2 separate regions of the Mus musculus genome follow, and region 1 is linked to region 2. The links are chromatin contacts, called in public Hi-C maps. All regions are on one chromosome and are shown on one strand. The core of a region is the stretch at or near the end of the contact, and the rest is flanking DNA. Distances in the headings are between cores, read along the strand shown. Region 1 overlaps Gm42073 (a long non-coding RNA gene). Region 2 has its middle 27 kb from the start of Il12b.

Evidence for each region. A called contact is a pair of places that touch in the nucleus more often than the background predicts.
Region 1: a contact with region 2 is called in a Hi-C map of bone marrow-derived macrophages, with 59 read pairs. The contact joins two enhancer-like sites. A contact is called at or near these places in 1 of 39 promoter capture datasets (the C10 cell line), 8 of 484 Hi-C or Micro-C datasets (the BV-2 cell line, the HPC-7 cell line, bone marrow-derived macrophages and 4 more) and 1 of 115 datasets of contacts at active chromatin or transcription factors (embryonic stem cells).

Annotation. Positions count from the first base shown.
Region 1 is chr11:44,435,815-44,441,659 of GRCm38.p6, forward strand. All of the region lies in intron 2 of Gm42073 (a long non-coding RNA gene), which reads right to left. Among named protein-coding and RNA genes, the nearest start is that of Gm42073, 16 kb to the right of the region's middle. Within about 2 kb of position 1,842, at least 22 of the 459 cell types and tissues checked have an H3K27ac peak or open chromatin away from gene starts, as enhancers often do. A contact at or near this core is called in bone marrow-derived macrophages and macrophages, where this site is marked.
Region 2 is chr11:44,369,804-44,375,719 of GRCm38.p6, forward strand. No RefSeq gene overlaps it. Among named protein-coding and RNA genes, the nearest start is that of Il12b, 27 kb to the right of the region's middle. Within about 2 kb of position 3,243, at least 4 of the 459 cell types and tissues checked have an H3K27ac peak or open chromatin away from gene starts, as enhancers often do. A contact at or near this core is called in bone marrow-derived macrophages and macrophages, where this site is marked.

The sequences.
Region 1 (5,845 bases), core at 592-3,091, 65 kb after region 2:
ATAGGTGATTCCAACTGGTGGTACTTTGGGAAGACTGTAGAAACTTTAGGAGGTAGAGCCTTGTTGGAGGAAGTAGTTCACTAGGGGTGGGACTTACGGCTTTGTAGCCCTGCTCCACTTCCGGTTCAATCTGTACTTCCCACTTGCAGAGGCAATGTGACCAGCCAGGCTTCAGTTCCCGCCATTATCTTCCCATACCTGCTGCCTCATCTTTTTCCCACCATGTTAAATTCTATTCCTTTGGAGCTGTAAGCCAAATAAACCCTTTCTTCCTTAGGTTTATTTATCACATCAACAAGGAAACCTCAACGATAGTCAGCCTTCGACTGTGGCAAATGCCAAAGATAATTTTAAGACAAAAGGATTATCTTGGCTCATAATTTTCGTTGATTTCTGCCCATGATTGGTTGACCTGGTTGCTTTTGAGTCTGCGATGAGGGGAAATAGCTTGATGGCAGCGCATAGCAAACTCTCCACATTATGTCAAAGAGCAAACTCATCATCTCCTTTGGAGGATACACTCTAAATGACCAAAAGTCTCACACTAGACCCCACACCTTGGGTGCTAGAGAGATGGCTCAGGGGTTAAGAGCACTGATTATTCTTCCAGAGGACCTGGGTTCAAATCCCAGCACCCACATGACAGCTCACATATGTCTGTAACTCCAGGATCTGACATTCTCACACAGAAATACAGGCAAAACACCAATACACATAGACCCCACACCTTAAGCTTTCCATCTCCCCGTGGTGTCACTCTGGGGAACAAACCTTTAGCACTTGAGTTTTTAGGGGACAGTTGGATCCAAACTGTAGCAAATCTCTATCATAATAGGGCAAATGGAGCTGTGCAGTTGTCCACCAGGTAAAGTGCCTTTTGTGTAAGCATGAAGACCTATTCAAAACTGACATAATGCCATGTAACTCAGGTACTGACTGAACAGAGATGGGTAGCTCCTGAAACTCACTGGCCAACCTAGCCATGTCAATAAGCTGTAGCTGCAATGGGCACTCCTGCCTCACCGTGAAGCAGTCACTATGAAGCAGTCACTGAAGTTAGAGCAGCGACGAGAGTTGCTTTCAGTCTCCATTGGATAAGCTTTGTTTTGTAAAGAATGTTGATTAATGCAGAGGGTTATGGTTGCTCAGAGTGCTGAGAATAAGTGCACAGCCCTAAACAAGACGACTGTAGTATCCCCTCTAAGGGTCGGCCTTATGAGTCAGAATATCCAAGTAAACTAGGCTTGGACTTTTAAGCTTAGAAAATTCGGGGTAATAAACATGTGGTATTTAAACCATAAGTGTGTGGTGTGATGGCTAGTTTTATGTCTACTTGACAATAGCTCGACATTTGAGAGGAGGAAACCTCACTTAGGAAAATGCCTTCATAAGAGCTGGCTGTAGGCAGGCAAGCTGGTAGGACATTTTCCTTATTAGGGATTGATGGGGGAATCCTATTGTCAGAGGGTCCACTCCTGGCATGGTGGTCCTCTATGGCCTCTATGGCCTCTGTGCCAGCTCCTGCTTCCAGGTTCCTGCCCAATTTGAGTTTCTGTCTTGGTTTCCTTCAATAGACTGTAACTTGGGATATTATAAGCCAAATAAACTCTTTCCTCCCTAAGTTACTTTTGATCATGGGGTTTTATCACAGCAATAGTAACATTAACTAAGACATTTGGGAATAGAAATGTGTAAGGATGTTAAGATCTTGACATTTATGCATGGAATACCCTGGTGACTTCATTCCAAAGCCCATGTTTCCCAGGGATATACCGTTCCCTCCTGTTCACAAATAGTACTTTCACGGTTGCTTTTGGTCCCAGCTGAACTCTAACACACAGCTCAGCTGAGTTCCCCAGATCAGTCATACAAAAGGAGTTTCTCTGGCTTGAATCACACAGCAGAATATTGGGGGGGGGGAGAGACAGGGTTTCTCTGTATAGCTCTGGCTGTCCTGGGACTCATTTTGTAGACCAGGCTGGCCTCGAACTCAGAAATCCGCCTGCCTCTGCCTCCTGAGTGCTGGGATTAAAGGCATGCGCCACCACGCCCGGCGCAGAGCATTTTTTTTTTCATGTGTATAGAGCTACTGGGAGAACAGTAACCATGTGGGTTCATCTTGGGCATATGTAAGACATGAAATGCCTAAGAGACATGTGACTCTCCCTACAATTGCTGCACACACAGAGGATGTGAGCTAGTGGTTCCCTGGTGACCTGGGTGACAGCAGGGCAACTATGTTTCACTTCCCACTTGTTGCTAGATGGCATCAGCTTTTTATTTCATGCAACAGCCAACATTATTTTTTATTAATCATTTTATTCATTTACATTTCAAATGATATTCCATTTCCTGGTTACCCCTCCACAAAGCCCCCATCTCATCCCTCCTCTCACACCTCCCCTTTGCCTCTATGTGGGTGCTCTTCCACTCAAAGGAAAGACAGGGACAAAAAAAAAAAAAATGGAGCAGAAATTGAAGGAAATGTTATCCAGAGACTTAAGGATCCATCCCATCTGCAGACACCAAGCACCAACACTATTGCAGATGCTAAGAAGTGCTTGCTGACAGGACCCTAGTGTGGCTGTTCCCTGAGAGGTTCTACCAGCACCTGACCAATATAGATGCAGATACTCACAGGCAGTCAACCATAGGACTGAGCCCAGGGACCCCAATGGAAGAGCTAGGGGAAGGACTGAAGGAGCTGAAGGGGATTGCAACCCCATAGGAAGAACAATATCAACTAACCTGACCACCCAGAGCTCCTAGGGACGAAACCACCAACCAAAGAGTATACAAGGAGGGATCCATGGCTCCAGATACATATGTAGCAGAGGATAGCCTTATATGACATCAGCGGGAGGGGAGAGAGACTTGATGCCACAGCATAGGGGGATGCTAGAGTGGTGAGGCAGGAGTGTCATCAGTTTTAACACCTCCCATTGTCCTAGGAACCAGAATGGAGGACAGTCATGTAGTCTCCAGCTCCTAGAACTCTAGGAGCATCCCTGTAAGAGAAATGTTGGGCCATTTAGATACGGCACTGTGCATGCCTACACTCCTTTTACAAAGGCATTTTAAATGATGTGAATCGATTTACTATAACACTAAGAGCAGAAGGTCTTTAAGGTCTGGATGAAAGCACCCACCATGCATTACAGAGCTCTGAGAACGCAGCGGTACATCCAACACCAATACCCGGAATTTGGAATTTTCTTCTTTTATAATAAGCCGTCATGAAAATATTTTTATCATTTCAAGACATCTCCCTGAGAGGGTAAATTGAAAAATCAAGGAGTATAATATCAACTAACCAGACCACCCAGAGCTCCTGGGGACTAAACCACCAACCAAAGAGTATACAAGGAGGGATCCATGGCTCCAGATACATGTATGGAACACAGGGAGTGGGAACATAACAGGGTGGACATAATGCATCAGCTGAGCTTGTCATTGCTCTCATCACAGTCGGAAGCATTTAAAGAAGTTCAGTGGTAAACACACAATAATGTGAAACTAGTGTGGCTTGTATGTCACATGGTCATGTGCTCAAAGCCAAAGACGCTTGCTGCCCAAGCTTGGTGTGTTCAGTTTGATCCCCAGAACCTACAAAAAACAGCAAGGCATAAACTAACTCCACAAAGTTTGTCTCTGGTGTCCATAATTGCATATGTGTCCAAACACATGAATCATACACACACACACACACACACACACACACCACCACCAACAACAACAGCAATAACAACAACAACAAACAATAATAAAAAACCAGGCTAATATTAATTCAGCTCACTTTGTCAAGATCTACCAAGTTTGGGACTTTGCTGTATATTTGTGGAAATACAAAGAAATAGACATAGTGTCCAACTTTGGGAGGATATTCAAGCACAGAGAGTGTGGTAGTTAATACTGACAATCTGACAGGATCTAGATTCACCTCAGAAACAAACTTCTGGACATGTCTGTGATGGATTCTCTGAATTAGGTTCATTGGGTTAATTAGGTGGCACCATTCCCTTGGCAGAGGAGAAAACACAGACTGAACGAGACCGTGCCTTGCCCTCTGCTTGCTAACACCATGGGCACAATGTGGGCAGCTGCCTCAAGCTCCTGTCACACACTTTCCTGCCATGAAGGAGCAGGTCCTCTGGAGCTGAGCACCAAAATGAACCCCTTCCTCCTGAAGTCTTTGTTCATCACAGTGATGAGCCAAGCAACCCGTGCAGCGCCACTAAGACCCATCTGATTGGTTTCTTCTACTTGCCATTTGCAGAATTTATTTAAAAGAAAATATCACAGATGCAAAGCCTAACGTGGTGTTTAGAAGTATCAGGGCTGGTGAGATGGCTCAGTGGGTAAGAGCACTGACTGCTCTTCTGAAAGTCCTAAGTTCAAATCCCAGCAACCACATGGTAGCTTATAACCACCCATAATGAGATCTGATGCCCTCTTTTGGTGCATCTGAAGACAGGTACAGTGTACTTATGAATAATAATAAATAAATCTTTTTTTAAAAAAAAGTTAAGTATCTGTATCTGAGAAAAGAATGAATGATTTAATTAAATCTCTAAGAAGCTCAGCAATCTAACACCAAATCTCATGGAGACTTTCTCACACAGTAATTATGACATATACACATACATAAAATAAATATTTTTGATGTCTTAGATCAAACATATAGTTGCTGATATTCTAAATGTTTGTGGGGAGTTCTACATGTGGTTTGGAAATACTACCACATGCTTGTGTGTGGTATATGTGCTTGTTAAAAGGTGTGTGAGTGGGCTGGAGAGATGGCTCAGCAGTTAAAAGCACTCACTGCTCTTCTGAAGATCCTGAGTTCAAAACCCAGCAACCACGTGGTGGCTCACAACTATCTGTAGTGAGATCTGATGCCCTCTTCTGGGGTGTCTGAAGACAGCTACGGCGTACTTACATATAATAAATAAATAAATATATATATATCTTTTTTTAAAGGATGTGTGTGTGCAGTGTGTGTACCTGGATGTGTGCATGTGTACTTGTGTGTGCATGGGTGGGTGTGGGTGTTGAGACTGAATGTTGACATCGGATGTTTTTACTTAAACACCCTCCGCCTTTATTTTTTGAGAAGAATCTCTTGCTGAATTTCATGCACATACATTTGGATAAGCAGGCTGGCCAAATGAGCTCTAAGGATCCAACCACATAAAAACATTAGTAACTACAGGTGGCTATTATTTAAAATGACAAGGAAAGTTTGATTTTATCATAAGAATAATCAACTAGTTACAGTTGGCAATAAGAAAACAAAGACTGATGTTCACATTAGTGCTAACTTGGAACATTATAATTAGAGAAATAAAATATCGAAAGTCTTCAGATATAGTAAAGAAATGCCACATATGAACCAGTATAATGTTTCAGTGGGTAGAAGCACTGGCAGCCAAGCATGATGTCCTAAATGTGAGCACTGTGGCACACATAGTAAGAAGACAGAACACTCAAAGGTTGCCTCTGCATTTCACATGTGTGCAAGTGCACATGCGGGCTCACAGTGCACACTCATGCACTCACACACCCAGGCATACAAAAAAATAAATAAATGTAGCAAAAAGAGCTTACACTCATGTCAAAAAAAAAAAACTCAATAAAGGAGAACATGTCAGAGAGAGACATGCAAAGATTCTGCTGCTTTTAAAGGTCAGATTGTCTTCAACTTCCACTTTTTTTTTTTTTCTTTTTTTTTTTTTTCCATTTTTTATTAGGTATTTAGCTCATTTACATTTCCAATGCTATACCAAAAGTCCCCCTTACCCACCCACCCCCACTCCCCTACCCACCCACTCCCCCCCTTTGGCCC
Region 2 (5,916 bases), core at 1,993-4,492:
ATGTCTCCATAAGATGGGGCTGTAGGCAAACGGTAAGGCATTTTCTTAATTAGTGACTGATGTGGGAGGGCCCAGACCATTGTGAGTAAGACCACTCCTGAGCTAGTGGTCCTAGGTTCTAAAAGAAAGCAGGCTGAGCAAGCTATGAGGAGCAAGCCAGTGATCAACTCTCTGGGTTCTCTAGAATCACAGAATTTATGGGTAGTCTCTATATAGTAAAGGAATTTATTGATGACGTACAGTCTGCAGTCCAATTCCAAACAATAGTCAGCAGCAGCTGTGAATGGAAATCCAAGGATCTAGCAGTTGCACAGTCCCACACAGCAAACAGTCGAAGGAGAGAGAGAGAGCCTTCCTTCTTCCAATGTTCTTATGTAGGTCTCCAGCAGAAGGTGTAGCCCAGATTAAAGGTATGTGCCATCACACCTTTAATTCCAGATGGCCTTGAACTGTCCTCTTGAGTTCTCCTTGTCTTAATCTTCTGGAATTCATAGCCACTATGCCTCAAGCTCTCCATACCAAGATCCAGGTCAGAAACTTCTATCTCCCAGCCTCCAGATTAGGATCACTGGTGAGCCTTCCTCTGCATCAGCTCTTGAGTCCAGATTCCTGCCTTGTTTGAGTTCGTCCCCTAACTTCCTTCAGTGATGAACAGTGATATGGAAGTGTAAGCCAAATAGGCCCCTTCCTTCTCAACCTGATCTTGACAATGATGTTTTATCCTAACTAGGATATTAGTGTAATGATGCTTCCACAGCATCAGAATATTGCCACACAAACACCAATCCTTCTTTTCTCTTTGCTACCATAGATAGCATTCCACCCTGATTCAGCTTCATCTTGTTCATCTCTACATGTCCACAGTTAACAATGGTCCAAAATTAAGCAATTCATAAATTTCAAAGAACTTATAGCATATTATTACAACTGCTCTATTATTTATTGTCATAAATTACATTCTGTCATGGATACATAGGAAAACGAAGGTGTGAATAGAGCTTACTGACACTGGTGGTTTTAGACATCCGCTGAAGGTCTTGGAATTTATTCCCTGTGGACACGAGGGGACCATTACACCTAACTCCCTTCTTATAATCAGGTTATCTCCTGGGTCCTGGAATGGACCATGCCAGAGATCCAGAACCTTGGTGCCTATTCTGGTGTTCTTGGGTGAGGGGTAAGCATCTAAATCAATTACCACAAGATGTCCTCAAGAAGGAGGGAACACCTAAGAAAGAAAGGATACAAAATAAATAAACAAATAGGTAGGTAGCTAGGTAGGTAGATAGATAGATAGATAGATAGATAGATAGATAGATAGATAGATAGATAGATAGATAGATAGATAGATAGATAGAGCAAGCAGTCAAAAGGATTATAGCAGACACACCTTCTCTTAATCCTGGAAATCTCTGAGCATCTTTTATAAAATGAAGTTGATTGTGTCCAGCTCAGAGTTGAGGAACATCTAATGAGAGTAAGCATGTGGTCCAGGATACCAGAGACCTTTAATGAGCTTCTACTTTTTCCTTCTCAAAAGACTTCCAGATGTGTGTGTGTGTGTGTGTGTGTGTGTGTGTGTGTACATAGTCTAAAAAGTTCACATCCCAGCCCATGGCTCAGGAAGTCACAGGCTCTATGTGAGAAGATACTACTGTTGTCTTGCTAAATGAACACATCCATCCTCAAGCTCTCTTACAAAAAATATTTGTGTTTTTAACCTCACATTAGCTCTGCTCTCGACCTTGGCTTTAGAGTCTTCTCTCTGAAGTGGCCGGCAGTTTATGTGGAAGCCATAGCTGATCAGAATACTTCAAAGAAGTGTCTAGTGAGTGTTCCATCCTAAGTGGCAACATCGAGGAGGAGGGGTGGAGAGAGCAGAGAGAAGGGCCGTGGAATGCTGTCTTCTGGGCAGCACATGGCATTGCAGTCATGAATTCATAGAAGCTCTGGTTGGTTACCTGCGCAGGACACAGTCAACAGTATCAGTCAACATCCCATCAGGCAGGACTGATTGTCCTCAGTGATTCACAGAGGCAGCAATAGAGGAGGAGGAAGAGAGATGGAGAGGGAGGGGTTCCTATGGGTTCCTGAGAGGATCAGGAAGTGTGAGTTAGGGATGAATATGATCAAAATACAGTGTTTACATGTATGAAGTTGTAAAAGAAAAAAATATTCTCTCTTTTTCTCTCTCTTTTTTTTTTCATACAGGCTCTCACTGTGTATCTCTGGCTGAACTGGAACTCACTATGTAGATGACCAGGCTGGATCCAGCTCCCAGATCCACCTACTTTTGTACCCTAAGTGTTGGGACTAAAGTTGGGCACCATTGCACTTAGCAGATTATACTATTTTTTTAAGTTCACATCCCTTTCCTGAATGAACAGCTAAGTGTTAAATTAAGATCGAGGGGGCTCTCAAGAAGATGAGTTGCAACAGGGGGCAGTCTGTCCTTGCAGCAGTTGCTCCCACACAGTAGCCCCTGCACCCACTCAGCCAATAGAGACTCTGAGAGCCATGCAACAGCTCTACCAAACGATGGACAGTGTGTATGTGGCTGTCATTCCACCCACCTCAGCAACCAATGCATGTCTCAAATGGGACAGTCATGACAGGGATGCACTGTCACTGACAGACTGACAGCTTTCTCTTTCATTTCTTCTCCCTTCTTTTGGAGAATAAGATATCGCCTAACATGATCCTTGGTTTCTAGGTTACCCCCAAGTTTGGACATGATTGGTTTAAGGACCAAGCTAGTCAATCACTTCAGACACTACCCAAAATATCAGTCATTGGGAAGAAGCCACCATGAGATGGCACAGGAAACTACCAGGCAGGGTACGCAAACAGACAGTGTAGCCTCATAAGCTAGGTGCCTCCAAAAGTTTGACTTGTGCCCGTTGTGGATCCACCTTCAGGGCAGTGGAACCTGGGTCAGTTTTCTGTACCACCTGTGTGATACTGAGCACTGGCTCAGCTTTCAATGGCCATTTTAATCTGATCAAAACAGAAACCTGGGGTCTGGGTTTGGATGAAATCACAGTGTTTTGGTTCCTAACAAGCAGTGAGCTTACAGGAGGAACCCTGTCTTTTTCTTTTCCTCCCTTGTGGTATTTTCTTTGTTTGGATTTTCCATGGAGTTTCCTCTCTTAACATTAGATCTTTGGGTTTCTATGGCTCTACACCGATTTCCTCTTTGTCACTAAGCCTTCTTCCTACTCTTCCCTTGGCCTCCGCTTCGTCCACATGACTCCTTCTTCCTCTATTTCCTCCTCTCCGTTTCCCTTCTAATTCCTTGAACATGCCTGCCCCTACTGAGAAGTGAAAACCCTGTCAGGGAGAGAAAGTGGAGTTTGTGGGCTTAAAGCAAAAACACTCGTGTCCGGTCTGGACAGGAAGCCAGGACTTGTCTCTGAGTATCCATGGGCTTCAGATACACAGTGAGCTGTGGTTTCCCCACCCCTGGCAAGAACAGGAATGTTAATGGCAAGAAATCGAGTATGACACTGTGTATATAACTGCTCTATCAAGAAAGACCTAGGCTTGATTCCCAACACAACTATGGTGGCTCACAACCTTAACTCCAGCCATAGGGGACCTGATGAACTCTTCTGGCCTTTGGAGGCACCAGGTGTGCACATTGTACACAGACAAAATACCCCTATAACAGATAGAAAGATTAGAAAGCATCAGTGGGGGGGGGGCAGAAGGCTAGCTCACTGGGTAAAAGCTTGCCACCCAAGTCTGACTACCTGCTTTTCACCCCCAGAATCCACATAAAAGGCAGGATGTGGCACACATCTATGACCTCGACATTCCTATGGAGAGATTGGAGGATGAGTAGGGAAAATATCTGGAAGATCATTGCCCAGCTAGTTTGGAGGAGAGAGGGCAGTAGCAGCAACAAGAGAGATCTTGCTTCGTAAAAGCAAGGTGGGAGACAAGAACCAATGTTCAAAAGTTGTCCATGCACACACACACACACACACACACACATACACACACACTTTTTTTCTCTGAAGACATAGAGGGACTTAAACTTGCCCTTCAGACCTTCTCATAAATTGGTTTATTTTTATGGGCCTGACTATCAGATAGTGAAAGACACTCATCGGTCTCTTGGTTTCATTTCAAGAAAGATGGTTGCACATTTTCTTCACCATCTGAGAAATGTGGTTACACTCACGATTTCACACACTTACTTGTGGTGGTGAATTGAATCTGTCAGTGTAGTTTCTGTGTTTAGCTGACCTATTTCATAATCCAAACATTTGATTTTTTTAAAAAAATGAAATACAGAGACATATTAGAGACATATCAGAAAAAAAGGGAGTCTGTATCACTGGTGACTCCCCAAGGAGACGTTCAAAAAGACATGGCTTCTGTAGGTGGATGCTGACAACCATGTCCACCAAATTCAGTGGGATTCTATTCTGTCACTACCTGCTTGCTGCACATGCTCCCTGCCACGAATTTTGCTGGAGGAGTCTGGGAAGGTTCTGAGGAAGAACAATACATTGTGACAATCCTTAACTAGGATAGTTTCTTACCCAGTCTACCTGTTGCCATGGGTGGAAAATACTGCAAAACTCAAGAAAAGGGTGGGGAAACTTCAGATTCCCAAGAGTATAGCTTATTTCAGACTTACGTACAGAATTTCTTCTCGGACAACAGACAGGGTGATCTCAATACTCCAAGGCAAGAAGAAAGGTTTACATACTGAGCCAGACAGGAATGGGGCTCTGTTAGTTACTTCACAAATGGGTCTGTGACAAAACACCTAATAAAAATCAACTTAAGGGAGGGAGGGTTCTTTTTGGCTCACATTTGAGAGCACATTCTGTCGTGGATGGAGGATGTGGTGTCAGGATTATGATGCAGGTGGTCACACTGCATCTGTTGCCAAGAAGTAGAGAGAGATGGGAGCTGGTCCTTGGTTCCCTTTCAAACTCTTTCTACTCCGTCCAGCATCTCTGTCTCTGAGATGGTCCTGCTTCAGTCAAACCTTTCAAGTAACACTGTCAACAAAACGCAGAGAGATGTGCTTCCATAATGATTCTAAATACAGTCAAGGTGTCCGTTAAGGCTAACATCACAAGGGCTGTGGCTAACAGAATGTGCCTATAAGATTATTACCATGTCAAAGGACCATCATTTACAGCCTGGGTGTCAGTGGCTAGAATGAAACACTGAGCTGACTATCTCAACAGTTTCATTGTACAGGGTTTAGAATCTGGACCATTTCCCAATGTGTTCCATAATTTGGGTACATTCACATTTAAATTTATTACCATTTTTTAAAGATTTATTTATTATATGTAAGTACACTGTAGCTGTCTTCAGATACCCCAGAAGAGGGCACCAGATCTCATTACGGATGGTTGTGAGCCATCATGTGGTTGCTGGGATTTGAACTCACGACCTATGGAAGAGCAGTCAGTGCTCTTAACCACTGAGCCATCTCTCCATCCCATTTGTTACCTTTTTAAATTCTAACATCTACCCTTAGAGGCTGCTCAACTTATTATTACTACTTTCTAGAAAATTAGTGGAAGAAATGGGATCTCTTAGTACATTTTCTGATATATAACAATAGGTGGGGCCTATAACATATAAAGAACAGAATTTAGTTTGTCCTCAGAAGTGAGCCTTACATCTGTATCTCAACCTGTGAATCATGGCCCGACAGGGGCCACACACCAGATATCTTGCATATCATACATTTACATTAACAGTCCTAAAAGTAGCAAAATTACAGTTATGAGGTACCAACAAAATAATTTTAGGACTTGGGGTCACCACAACACTAGGAACTGTATTTAAGAGTCACAGCATTAGGAAGGTTGGGAACCACTTCCCTAATAGAATATGATGAGATTGAGTGTAGCACCAGTCAAAGCCGGGCTTGTTCACTTC